3 separate regions of the Mus musculus genome follow, and regions 1 and 3 are each linked to region 2. The links are chromatin contacts, called in public ChIA-PET and Hi-C maps. All regions are on one chromosome and are shown on one strand. The core of a region is the stretch at or near the end of the contact, and the rest is flanking DNA. Distances in the headings are between cores, read along the strand shown.

What was found. Hi-C and Micro-C count contacts between places; a contact is called where the count stands out from the background. ChIA-PET counts read pairs in DNA pulled down with a chosen protein or histone mark.
Region 1: a contact with region 2 is called in a Hi-C map of B cells, with 3 times the contacts expected there. The contact joins the enhancer-like site here to the promoter of Hcls1 in region 2. A contact is called at or near these places in 4 of 39 promoter capture datasets (the C10 cell line, hippocampal neurons, liver and 1 more), 6 of 484 Hi-C or Micro-C datasets (B cells, Th1 cells, bone marrow-derived macrophages and 2 more), 1 of 115 datasets of contacts at active chromatin or transcription factors (memory CD8 T cells) and 4 of 9 other capture datasets (adipose tissue, bone marrow-derived macrophages, liver and 1 more).
Region 3: an RNA polymerase II ChIA-PET map of memory CD8 T cells shows a contact between it and region 2, with 6 read pairs. The contact joins the promoter of Ildr1 here to the promoter of Hcls1 in region 2. A contact is called at or near these places in 1 of 39 promoter capture datasets (hippocampal neurons), 3 of 115 datasets of contacts at active chromatin or transcription factors (bone marrow-derived macrophages, effector CD8 T cells and memory CD8 T cells) and 1 of 9 other capture datasets (liver).

The regions. Positions count from the first base shown.
Region 1 is chr16:36,716,155-36,720,541 of GRCm38.p6, reverse strand. It overlaps Ildr1 (immunoglobulin-like domain containing receptor 1), which reads right to left. Exons shown (of 8, transcript NM_001285788.1): 5 at 4,289-4,387. Among named protein-coding and RNA genes, the nearest start is that of Ildr1, 24 kb to the right of the region's middle. Within about 2 kb of position 2,846, at least 36 of the 459 cell types and tissues checked have an H3K27ac peak or open chromatin away from gene starts, as enhancers often do. A contact at or near this core is called in B cells and bone marrow-derived macrophages, where this site is marked.
Region 2 is chr16:36,931,924-36,936,563 of GRCm38.p6, reverse strand. Hcls1 (hematopoietic cell specific Lyn substrate 1) reads right to left here and starts at 1,581. Exons shown (of 14, transcript NM_008225.2): 1 at 1,490-1,581. Golgb1 (golgi autoantigen, golgin subfamily b, macrogolgin 1) reads right to left here. Exons shown (of 22, transcript NM_030035.1): 22 at 3,479-4,640. The coding sequence ends at 4,607.
Region 3 is chr16:36,691,417-36,696,010 of GRCm38.p6, reverse strand. Ildr1 (immunoglobulin-like domain containing receptor 1) reads right to left here and starts at 2,033. Exons shown (of 8, transcript NM_001285788.1): 1 at 1,797-2,033. The coding sequence starts at 1,851.

The DNA.
Region 1 (4,387 bases), core at 1,597-4,096, 220 kb after region 2:
AAGGCGCGTGTTCTGTACCCAGCTACATAGTGTCTGCTGAGGCCACTGAGGAGCTATCTTCGAACACAATAGGAAGTGGTTGCCACAGAGCCCCCAGAAGTGTCCGGAGCTCCAGCCCCGTTAATGAGTCACAGCCCTGCCAGGAAGAAATCAAATGCACTCAAAGTAGTTCCTAGAGCTGCCACATCTTAATACCAACCCACAGCACTCCAGTCTCAAAGGAGACAGGAGCAGGGGCCTATTAGCCCCTTCTACTGGCCACCATCAGCATAGCACGCTAATCCTTCTCACCCAGCTCTTCTCTGTGTTTTCAAACAGAATCTTACTCCATAGCCTAGGCTGGCATCAAACTTAAGGGTCTTCCTGCATCACCCACTGAGAACTAAGATTACAGGCAGGGGCCACCACGCCTGGCCTTGAGATGTCTTTTAATGTGAGGAATAGAAGAAGCTGAGAGCACAGAAGTTGTATTCCAACTCAACATCCCACAGTGAGTGCAGATGCCTCTTCTGTCAGCTTAGAGCCAGCTGCTTAAAGATTCAAGACAATTCTGAGAAATGAAGCCGCCAAGGTCAGACTTGCTTAAACCAAGGTTTTGAGGACCAGATGGGACTTCAACCATCCAGGCTACTCAAGCTGCGTGACTTGGAGTTTTCAGAGACTCCGGGCTAGACAGATCTTTTGCAGAGTTGCTGCCGTTAAATGAGGCAAACACCATGGAATGCCCAACAGGTGAGTCAGTAGAGACCCTCATTTTTATCATAATAAATTGTTTCTTTCGCCTTAGCTCCAGGAGAAACACAGATGTAGAGTCTTTGTCTCTGAGGGAAAAGACGGAGTATAATGTTTAAGGCTTCTACCAGGGACAGAAATGATAACATTTTATCTGCTTCTGAAACCTATACTTCTTTCCCAGGGTCCCTGGACACTTTCCAACTTCCCTTGCCCATGACTGGTTACCACTCCATACCTCCACCTCTCTGCTGTCACAGAAGCCGGCCTATTCTTTACTCTCCTTTTACCTCATGGCCTCTCTGTCCTTCGCCTCAGCAGCCTTTGGGAATGCCAACCCCCTTTGAACTCTTGCCATTTTAGCTTCAGGAAACCACCAGCAGCGGCAGACATTCTGGCCCTGGCAAAGCAATGGGACTTTAAGGCTGGGCTTTCTCTGGGGGATCACTCCACTGAACGTGCCTTTCCTCTTCCTAGTCTCCCCATTGCTTGGGTCCCCTTGAACTTGTGGTAGATTACTTCTGCTTTGATAAGGACAGGAACCAGCCTGCACAGGAAGCCAGTAGCTATGGTTCTAGATCACCAAGGTCTGTGTAACTGGAAGAATCTCTCCAGTCCTCACTCTCTCCTGCTATACAGAGATTCTCTGGGGGAGGAGTGGCCGGTAACTCAGAGACAAGAGAAATTTCTCTAATTCTTGTAGGAAAAAAAACAAAAAACATAGGCTCAGTTCCAAAAACTTTCATCTTTAAGTCCTAAGAGGGTTGTTTACCAATACTTGGTGGATTATCTGGATCTACTAAAAGCTAGCACCAATTAATTGTTCTCTCTAACCTCCTCTTACAGCTCAGGAAGGTGAGAACTGACTGGGGACATGGGCTGTGGTGTTCAAGATCTGTGACATCCTTCCAAAGGCTTCCTTCTGCATCTAGCATATTATTTGTTTGTTTATGATACTGTGGTTGAGCCCAGGGTTCTCAGGAAAGCCACTGAACTATGTCTCCAGCTCTGTGCTTTGATTTGCAGAAACCATGACAGGCTGTGGGCTCCCTCATACACTGACTGTCCCCTAGATGTAGTGACCTCTCTCTTCAGGTCAGGCTGCCTACATACTCTGGTCTCTTTCCTTTTTAAGGCTAGCTCTTTCTTGGTAGAGAACTAATGCTGCCTCCAAGGGTAAAGACACTCATCTGTGATCACCCAACTTCTTCTTCTTTTTTTTTTTTTTTTTTTTTTTTTTTGGGTTTTCGAGACAGGGTTTCTCTGTATAGCCCTGGCTATCCTGGAACTCACTTTGTAGACCAGGCTGGTCTCGAACTCAGAAATCTGCCTGCTTCTGCCTCCCAAGTGCTGGGATTAAAGGCGTGCACCACCACTGCCCAGCTGATCACCCAACTTCTTAAGTGGAACTTCCAGCTATTCCCTTCTGGTTCTTTGCTTATAAACATTATTGGGGGTATTTTGGCCAAAAACAAAACAAAATAAACAAAACAAAACAAAACACACACACACACAAACAAAACCAACACCAGAATATTTCTCCTATTCAGAGACCTTTGTAACCATTTCCTGAGCAATTCATTTCATTGCAATTCATCTTCTCCCCAAACTTGTCAGGAAAGTTAAAAAGTGAACTTGTCTGATCAGGTCCAAGGATCTTAACTTATGGACAGCTGTCCTTCATTTTCATCAGTTCTATTAAAAGAGCAAACTGCAGCCACCAAAGAGAAACCAAACCTTGGCTTCTCAGCTCACTGACGGAATGCATCTATCATCCATGCTAAGCTTTGCCCCAGCTCTGTCTGCTGGGACTGCCCTGTATTCTAAGGAATCTTCCAGTGAGGATTGCTCTCATCTCACACGGGGTTGCTCTCATGACAGTGGCTTCTCCAGGAAGGCCCCCGAGAGGTAGGAAGATCCTTAGACTCAGGGTGAGTCCTCCGCTATTTCCTCTTCTTCACGGAGTTTATGTAACCTCAGCTAGCCTGCAGAGGCTGTGGCAGCCCCTACTTGGGACACACAGATACAAGTCAAAGGCTTAATACTGTGCAAGTGACAGCTACTACTGAGCTCTGGGACTGCTCTGACCTGGCCCGTGAAGTGGTGATGACATAGGCCTTTGGTGACTGTGGTGAGGAGTCAGTGGGGAAGTAGAGACAAAGGCTACACATAGAACAGACATGCAATGAAAGTTATTTCTCCTTTCCTGTAAACACCAGGCAATCTTTGAGCACAGATCTGAAACCAGATTCAGACCACTGACCTTGACATCATAGATTAAGTTGGGTGTCTATCATCATAAGTAATCGTCATGTTTTCCTTTCAAACTTTCTTCTCCACATGGACCAAGATGGCAAGACTGGTTGTCTCTGGGAACTTGGCTTAGTCTTTTTTTTTTTTTTTAATTTCTCAGATATTCTACCACATGATGTTTTACATCATCAGGAAAAGGAAATATTACTTAAAACCAATACACTAAAAGAAAACTTCCAGTTACACGGTTGATTTGACTCCCATCTCGTTACACAGGAAAGAACTTTGTAGAACACTGCCTCAATTCTTTTGCTTTTATCATCTACTCTGCAGCTTTACATTTTAGGGTATATTATCATCTTGTTATATGTTTATTCTTGTGTATTTTGTGTGTGTGTGTGTGTGTGTGTGTGTGTGTGTGAGAGAGAGAGAGAGAGAGAGAGAGAGAGAGAGAGAGTTTTCTTTTTCTACCATGTGGGTTTTAACAAGTACTTTACCCATTAATCTATTTTGCTGGTCCAAAGTTTCTTTTAAAGGATGAAATTTCAGTTCAAAGAAAGCTCATACTAAGAGCCAAATTGTCTTCTCCATCTCCTTTTCCCTGCCACTAGATTCACAGAACCTGGGAATGTCTAAGAAGCACACATTCTTTGGCCCTACTCCCCAAGACCCACTGGCTGAGAAGCTGGGGAGGGGGCAGTAGTTAATGTTGACCAAGTCCTCCACATGATCCCAGTGTGAGCTTCAGTTTGAGAACTAACGTTTCAATACTTTTCCTATTGCCCTGCTCTTTTCATCCCATCTCTAAGTAGTGTTGTGAAAGTATAACAGAATAAGATACATACTCTGTCTCTGTCCCTGGTTTCTGAAATATAACTCCTAAAATCCTTGGGCCCTCAAGAAAGATGAATATCTTCCATGAACTAATTACATGACTGCTGGCTGGGGTCTCTAGAGAGCTTTGGGATGGAGACACCAAGGCATGGTTAGAGTGCTGGAATTTTCTATTCCACTTCTGACCTGGGAGAGGAAGAGTTGCTCAAATACACGAAAAGAAAATGATCCAACTCCATCTGTTTACTAAAAAAAGAACTCTATAGGTAGAAACCCTGTTATTGGCCACCTTCTTTATGAATATAGAGAGTTCTTGATCATCATTTACAGGTACAGCCCAAGACTTTTGAGCCTGTAAAGGAAGAAGGTATAAAGGAGATCCCAGAAGAGCCAGGAACTAACCTGAGATACTTGGGGTAAAGGGCACATGTACCATCATGACCAACCCACTGCCACTCTGTTCTCTCACCTTCCTCAGGGCAGCAACAGCGGGTAGGACAGCAGGGGCAGCGGATATAGCAGCAGCAATACTGCGGACAACACTGGCACCAGCATACACCAATCAGCA
Region 2 (4,640 bases), core at 332-2,831:
GTGTGAGGAAGAACTGTCCGGTCACACTGTGGGTTTTTGAGGAGAGGTAACAAGGGACAACACCCATCTGGTCTGGTAGCTTTTTGGGACTTCCTGGCTCAAAGACTCTGCCTATCCTTCTTTGTCGGGTGCCACCACCACCGAAGAGCTTCCTGGTACTCATTGCTCTCCCAAAGGAGACACCTTTACCCACTCATCCCCAAGGCTCTGCTTATCTAGGCCCCAAGTCTCCACTTTCTATCCCCATCTGGAAGCCTCCATCATTGCCCACATTTTATAATAACCTCTAGAAGATTAGCCCCGAAGACATCTGAGGAAGATAGGTTAAATAAAGATGTGGGAAGGAGTGGTGAGTTACCGTGGCCAGAGTCACTGTGAGCTATTAAGAACATCTGTGCCTCCCCCAGTTGGTATTAGCTACTAACAGGGGGTAAGACACATAAAGAGAACCTATGACCCACAGCTTAAGGCCTCACTTTGACATGTCCTGGCTCTCAGGCTACTCTACCACAGAAGGAAACTGGAAAGGAGAAGTCAAATACATTTATGAGCAATGAGGAAGCAGTGAGGTCCGATGGTCTCATCTTGCCTGATTCTCCAGGTCTCAGTTCATCTCTCCCATCAGCCCCTCATGCTCATGTTTAAGAGCAAAATAACTTACTATTCTTGTACTGTCGATTACTAATCAGGAAAGCTGCTAACTTAAAGTAGGAGGCTGGAGACAGGCAATGAATGCTGGGCATATCCAATACCTGATGACAGGACTGACTTATGGCATCCATAGGTGAGAGATCCATGGACACTGCAGTAATATGACAGCCCCTGTGAGACCCCTGTCTGTCACATGACACAGAGTCTATACTACTTAGTCAGAGACTAGACTAAGCCATCCATCAATATTAACTTCCTTGGGCAAGTCACTGATTGTTGTGATATTGTTTCCCAATGTTAAATAATTAAGGGGTTAACACAGTAGATCCAAAGCTCCCTCTGTAACACTCTGGGATCCCCACAGACATACAAAGTTACACCAGCTGAAGTCATGTTTGCATTTGACTCCTAAAAGCACTTGGCTCAGCACCAGTGTTCATTGGTGGTTAAATCCTGTCCCCTTACATTTCCCATGGGCATTTGTGTCCCTGTGAGGCCATACAAAGGCACACTTTGTCCTCATCTTCCGTGGGTCGCCTTCAGGTTAGCACACTGGGGCAGCCACCCTTTAGAATGGGCTGTGTAGATCATCAAGGGCATACTAGGGCCCAGGGTCCTAGATATGTGCTCAATCATGCTCCCCGAGTGCAGGCCATTTCCTTGTTCCCATCCTCAGATGTTCATTGTCAACCACTGCACACAGTCCTTAGGGCCATCAAGAGTTCAGCATCTATTAGTAAAGACCTCCCTTAACAAGGACTAAGTGCTATGTAGACTTCTTTTCCATACTTCCCTGTGCTCCCAACCCCTCACAAAACCCCCAGCTCAGAGCACCCACCTTTACTGGTTCCTGGTTACGGCTTTTCACATCTACACCAGGCGCCCCCTCCAGCGGCTGCCACTTCAGGGTAAGTAACAGAGCAGCTGCTCCAGTTCCGTTTTCAGGTTTTCTGTCATTTCCTGCCACACTGTCCTCACAGCTACTTCCTGAAGTTTGAGTCAGTTCCTTATACTTTGAGTACTTAGAAGGGTTAAGTGTTTCTGTGTCTAGTATTTTGCAAAGTTTTTCAGGTCACGGGAAAGTTATAAAAATGACCGTGGAGACACATCCCTTATCAGTTAAGACACAATAAGAATGCTGCAGGACTGCTCTGTGTCCTACGAAGGACAGTTGCATCTAAGTAAAAGAATTCAGAACAAGGCAGGTGTGGTAGTGAACTTCTGTGATCCCAGCACTTAGGGGTACCCTGGGCTACAACATTGTTGTAGAAGCCTGGTCTGAGGAAGGAAAAATGTGTGTGTGTGTAGTCTGCAGCAATCAAAAAAAAAAAAAAAAGGCTTAGTGGAAAAATGATCTGTATGTTAATTTTGAAGGGAAGTCTTAAAAACAATTTCTCCTCCTTGCTTTCTGCAGTACCTGAGACTCACACATAACTCACGAGGAAGGGAGAAGGCAGAACGTGGAGGGAGAAAACTCCCTAGCTTGATGGGAGGCTGTGTGGAGTCTGAGCTCACTTACAGAGTTCTGACTACTGGCCTTCTCTAAGCTGGTGAATTGAACTCTGACATACTCTACACTGTCAACATCTGCAGCCCTCCCCTTCTAGCTTCAAGTCAAGACATGCTCAGGTGACTTGTTGAGCCAATGAAATAGACCCTTTCTGATGTGAAGGCCACTGAGAACTTTGCTATGCTTTTACTGGCTGCCTTTCAAATAACCACCTCCCTGCTTCCACCCTCCATTCCTCACCCACCCCCGTCCCAAGCATGGCTCCTCTGGCAGCCTGGAGCACTGACAGGCAATAAAGATAATGAAAATAAAGTTCCAAGGATCTCTGGTTGAAAAATAATCCTACTAAGAACTTGCTTTTGCATCTGAGCCTGGCTCTCCTTATCCCAGTCATCTGTGGACTCTGACTTGCCTGGCTTACAGAGAATGAACCCACAAGGGTCCCAGGTTGGTGAAACTAGACAGAAGGGAACATTCTGTACCAACAGAAAGCATCTAAAGTCACTTCCCAGGGGATTGATTCTAGACTTGGAGCACTTTATTTGTTCTAATAAGGCTATTTATAGTTGAGGAATATGTAGAAAGGGGTAGCCTTAAATTAGGGCTAGACATTGTACCTCACCACACAGCAATGCACAGAACCATAGAACTTCAGCGATGACACCAAGGAAACCCACTTCCCCCTCACAAACACCCCATGTTCATCCCTGAGCAGAACAGTGCTGACATACAGTGAGCGTTGAAGCCAAAGAGAACAGGTTCCCATTAATCCTCTTCTACCCTGTGATACTGGGTCAGCTTTTCCCAAGTGGCAACTTTGTATAAGAGCATGATGTCTACCCAACCCGCATGAGCTATGAAAAGTCTCCTTCTGCACTGTGTTCAAGGAGAGCTTGTTGTTTTAGACACTCTTGCTATGTAGCACAGGCTAGCCTTAACTTACTATGTAGACAAGACTGGCCTTGGACTTATGGTCCTCCTGCCTCAGCCTCCTCAGTGCTGGAATTACAGGCAAGTGCCACCATACTTGGTGGTCCAATACTTTCAGAGTTTTCTCAGAACTATCCACAAGGCTTCACAAATTTACATCCTATGGTTCTGCTCCTTTAACCCAATCTCAGGATGGATTTTCTAATCTGAACCTCATCTCCTTTGGCTCCAGCAGCTGAGGCTAGAAGGATGTTCACAGCCATGTGGTGCTGGCCAGTGAGATGAAGGAGTCTCAGAACTTTCTCCTCCAGTTGCCACTCCTCCATCCCTCCCATAGTGTGCAAACACAGGCATGTAACTTCTGTGCCAACAGATAGTCTCACACAATTCCTTATTCTGAAAATAATTTTATTATTTTACAGTAGTTAAGGTTTTGGGATGTTGTGACTAAAATTTTCATCACCACAGAACAAAGGGCTGATGAGTGAGTCCAGCAGTTCACTCTTCTTTAGGGGGTGAGAACAGGAAGGGAGCACATCATGTCCGTAAAGGGGAGGATCGACACGGTGGGATCCATCCATTCCTGGCCACTGCTCTCAGGTCTGGATCCAGGTGCTTTGCCTTTTCTTTCCACCGCCTCAGCCCTGTGCCCAGTGGTGGGTGACAATGGCGTTGGAGACAGAATAACCAAGGACCAGCACACTGGTGCAGCAGCTCAGTAGTTCTTGAGACTAGTTGTGATGTGGTATTCAGCCCTGACTCCAGTTCACCTTGGCATGGCCCCACTGGCCTCTGGATAGTCTTAGGACCCCTATGGAGGCACATCCAGAAATATAGAATTCGAACCTTGCTGTCTGTCCATTGTCAGTTCTTCCTGCCTTTTGATGCAAGGAAAGGCACTGGCCACTTACTATCTTAGTCTACATGTGACTGAAGGCATAAGCAATGGGGTCCAGTCCTGACGATCCACAGCAACAAACCGTCCCTCCGCTGGCAATGCAACAGGCAGGAAGAAAATGCCTTCCTCCCCGAGATCCAACAACTGAAGTCTGGGAGCCTTCCAGCTCCCACCTGAGTCTCCAAAGACTGCTCACACGCCCACAACTTTGTATTCATCCTGAGGCAGGAGAAAATACAGGCCACAAGACAAAGCCGGTTACCAAGAAAAGTGATACTGGATTCCAAATTACTGTGTTTATTGGAACCATCTTGTTGGCCTGGCTGGGAGGCCTCCCTCAGCATCCTACAAGACCACACAGGATGTGGATCTGCAACATCTGAAGAGCAGTGAGCACAGCACATCTGGGAAGCTGCTCAGACCAAGCACAAGTGTTTAAGGAGAGCGGATGTGGCAGGCTTTAAGGCTCTGCCTGTCCTCACAGCCACCTCTGTTTTCACAGGCACTTTCCAAGAAGAGGTGGAGGGGCTAAAGTGAGAAGGCTGCTGTGGAATCGACAATCCTGACACTAGAGATGAAGGAATTACAAGTTCCAGAGTTGCAGTCAAGTAACAAGTTTATAGGTGACCCGTGAAACACAGAACCAGTAAA
Region 3 (4,594 bases), core at 784-3,283, 240 kb after region 2:
GGACAATATCTGTCAAAGTAGCTATTTCCCCTCAGAGTGCCGGGGTCTCAGTTTCTCATCTGTGAAATGAAAGTGAACCTGGATAATCATTGTAGACTTCACTTTCCACACTCTGGTAAAACACCGACCAACTTCCACTTAGGGAAGACCAGGCTAGCACCACACCCTGTAATATTGTCGTGTCTCAAGGGCCTAGCGACTAACATCATGTGGCTGGCTCAGAGACTTGGAGCCATGCTTTTTACAGTTAGTGTGTTGGATACTCTAGTATATATTTGGCTATAGTGGCTGTATTTTTTTAATGCCCATTGAAAATGTTCAAACAAACAAAAACAAAAAAACTGGGCAGTTTAAAATATTTAGGGCACCAGGGTTTATACCCTGACAGGTTCTTCATCTGCAGGCATTCTTGTTCTGTCTAGAAGACTGACTGCTCCATCAGAAGACCCAGGTTGGGAAACATGATGTCAGGGGCTGATGGAAGCAGACCTCTATTTTCCTAAGGCAGCTCAAACAGGAATTTTGTCCCCAGCTGCCACAGACTTGGAGAAGAAAAATTCAACATACTGGAGAAAAGACTGTAGATAACTCCAGAATTCTTACAAATTTGCACTTAGGGTCTAAGTTGGTTAACTATTCTGGTGGTGTTTGAGTACCTAAAGCCTAACGAGGCTACACATGCTTCCTGTCCACTGTGTACGTTCAGCATCTAGTTGTTAGCTTTAGACATCTTATAAAGCCTCCGTCTGGCCAAACAAGTTGAAAGCCAGCCTGCCACAGGAATGCTGCCTTTTCTCGGTTCCCTACCCTTTTGCAACCCTCCCTCCTTTTATTCCCAACATTAAGCTCTGGTAGACTCTAGTTTCCGTGAGATTTGATTACATCTGAGCAACTCTCTAGCTCATAGAAAGGGCATTCTGCCTCCATTTTCATATTACATCTGCCTGGACGAACCATTGAAGCTTCCAATTGGTCGGCGAGCAAACTGATATTCCCAAAGGGGAGCAAGTGGGAAGTGAGTCGGAATAAAACTGGGTGGACCGTCCAAAGGAAATGAAAATTCTTGTTTGCAGAGTCACAGCTACAGGCTAATGTGAACAGAGCCCAGAGAGCCTTCCCTTCTCTCTCCTTTCCTATTCGGCCTCACTCACAGACAAGACCTTTTGCCCTGTTTCCAAGAGGTACCTTAAGACATTCAGATTCTGAGTGAGACCCTTAGTGTGGAGGTAGAAAGAAAGGTGCAGGGCAGCCGGACGGGCTGATAAAGAGGAGGTGGACGCAAAAAGGAGGAAAATATCAAATGACAGGTACTAGCGGATGGCCTGTAAGAGACTCAAATTTATGCCCAACACTCCTTCATACACTACCGACGCAATCTAACTTGTCAGGAAAGAATAAATGTACTCTGGGCCAAAATGGTTGTCGTCGCATCTACACTCTGAAAGCAAGTTTGACACGGGGTAAAGGACAGGGAAAGGGGTATTAAGAAGTTGAAGAATGGTGATTTCGCCTGTATAGATTCGGTTTTAGGCATCAAGCATCTAACAACACCTGTTGGGGCGTAAATCCAAAGGCTGGGGTTTCTTTTTGATTGCATGTTTCCGAAGGCCCTGGGCTAATAAAGGAAGAAAACAACAGGTTCCCACTGGCCGACTCTCGATCCGGCCCCTGCACCTCCCGGTGCCAGGAGCTACCCAAGTGCACCGCCCCGCGGGTGGCCGGCTCTGCAGGGCCAGGCAAATGGCTTCCTGTCTCGTGTGGCCCCGGATGGGACTCCCCCTTTTTTCAGGGCTCACCTGCTGGGAGCCAGGTGAAGAGGAGCAGGCCAGCAGCGAGCAATCCGCAGCCCATGCTGGCCCCCTCGCTGGCTACAGAGGCTCAAGGGCCCCGGAGAGGCGAGTCTTTCTTCATCAGCCGCCGGCCAGGACACGCATCTCCGAGGAGCCCGTAGGTCGAACTATGCGACGGGAGCGTCCCCTCTGGCCCCCACAGGTACGGCCCAGCCCACCGGTACCTGAGGCTCTCTGAGCTCCGCCCCAGCCCAGGGCTGTCTCGGTTTCCTGCTCCGCCCCGGCTTGGGGACCGCAAGCCTCCGCCCTACCTGTCACAGGCTGCCAGGTGACCCATCTCCGCAGGAAACAGAGCCTCTAGCCGTCTCCGTCTGCGCGCGCGGAGGAACTTGTCACTGGCTCCCCTAATTTCTAAGTCACCCTCACCCCTTGCAATTCTTTCCTGGTTCTAGAATTACGTGGCTGCAACTTCTTAGGGAGTAGTATTTCTCGTTGATGCACCTCTCTGTCTCTCTGTCTCTCTCTGTCTCTCTGTCTCTCTCTCCCTCCCCCTCTGTCTCTCTCTCTCTCTCTCTCCCCCTCCCTTTCACACACACACACACACACACACACACACACACACACACACACACACACTGAAAATACACTTCTGTACACTTCTGATGTTTATACCTAATGTCTTCTTGTCTTTCTTTATTCAAACTAAAGATTCTAAAAAGTAGAGCAGGAACCAGAGACCGCAAATTTATTTTTCCACGCTTATAAAATGAACACATGCTCACAGGAAAATAGGGAAAGTGTAATGGAGAAAGAAAGACCCTCTCTCACTGTACATAGATTCGGTTAGTGGTGATGTATTTTTTCCTTAGGTTTTCCACCCATCTTTCCTCGTAGCTCAGCAACCATGCACAGATCTCAGATAGCTCAAGACCAAGGTTTAGACCTTTGACCCAGTGAGGACAACTAGTTCTCTTAGCCACCATACCCAGTCTTTAGTGTTCCTTGGCAGGAAGTGAGTAGGGCCATGGGAATTTATAACTACTAAAAGAAAGGGGAGAAAGGCAAAGTGGCCTTATCAAACCAATCAAGACATTAACTTGGAAAGTCACGCATATTCTGGGCAATGTAAATAGATAGCAAGGCAGTTTACACACTCTTTCCTTATAGGGATTTTCATTGTCTGCTATATTCTCCTGTAAGAAGATTGTTCCTCCTTTCACCTCTCCCACCTCCAGCCTCCCCTGCCCATCACCTGCTTCAAGAATAGCATTATAAAGTGCTATTAAACAGAGCTCAGGAGGCCTCCACCCTGGTCACTGAACAGGATGCAGCTATTATTTCTCAAGAGCACCTACCTCTCTTGTCTTGCTAGGCTTTCAAGGACACTCTCTTCACTGTTGCTGCTAGTGTTCTCTATCCCCTTCCTAGCCAATGAAGCAGGCTTGTCCTAGATCTGTAGAAACACACACACACACACACACACACACACACACACACACACACACACACACACGCTTCTGGGTTAGTCCTCTGGTCCCCTCAATGGGCCTCTTCACTTTAAATATTTTTCCTATAGTCTCTTTACTTCCAGAAAATAGGAAGTAAATTCAGGAAGTATGTGGCCAAAGGCAGGTTATGAAGAGTGTGTAGGAGCCACTCTGGCTCTTTCAGGGTAGAAAACATCATGGCAGCAGGAGGAGGCATTACTTTGCAGGGTGTGTGGGGGGGGGTGTGGGGGTCTTGTTCCATACTCTCCAGAGACCCTGCATATGTTCCTAGGAACACTAGTCATGTCAGATGTCTGTGACAGGAAGGGATTTAGGGATTGTGTGGCTTCTGGGTTTTGGCACTGTCCTCAGTAATTTTCAACCCCAGTCTAAAGTACTCTAGTTCTCCTCTTAGCTCACCTACCTCCTAAACCTCTCAGGCCTTACTTTGGTAGAAGGACATTTTAGTGCTCATCTAAGCAAGCATTTCTCCATTTTCTTTCCTCAGGGTTTAACAGATAGTAATAAGTGGGAGTGGGGCTGACTGAGCTGTGGCCTCACGACCGAGGTCTGAGCTGTGAGCTCATCAGTTATAAGCATCATCTTGAAACTTTGTTCATAAAGCATTCTGAAATCTGTGTGCTTCCCGGACACTGTGCATATCCTTCCATATTTAACACTGCAGCACTTATTTTTAAATACATTTATTAAGAATGCCAACTGTCTGATCCACATTTAAAAACAGGATAATATAAATAAAATCACTGGATGTTTAGGGCTAAATACTAACATATAGACTGTGCCTTCTACATTTTTTTTTTTGTATAGCTAGACCTAGCATAAATACCTGCCAGAAAGATAGTACTTAACAAATATTTGCTTAGTTCTATCATTAGGTCCTACAGAAACTGACAGCTGATCTGGGATTAAATGAATAAAACATTGCCAGACTCACCAATCAGAGACATCAGAATGTACAGAATTCATGGCACGAGGAAATGGCTGAGCTGAACTACACAGACTTCGGTTTTGCTAGGCTACTGTGTTAGAAAACCAGTCAGGTTGCATAAAGGGCTTTGTTTGAGCAGCTAAAGAACCACAGCTTTATACAGCAGACAATGAGCACAGTGTCTGAAGTTGGGTGAGGCATGAGCAGGAGAAAACTGTAGAAAGAGAAACTTGGCAGTCACAAGAAGAACGGCAGGTAGGCAGGAGAGAGCCACCTACAGTAAGGGGGCAGGTTAGGAAACTGTTACTGTAGTTAAAGATGGGAAACCCTGATGGGGACACCAAGGGCTCAAACCAACCATGGGTCTT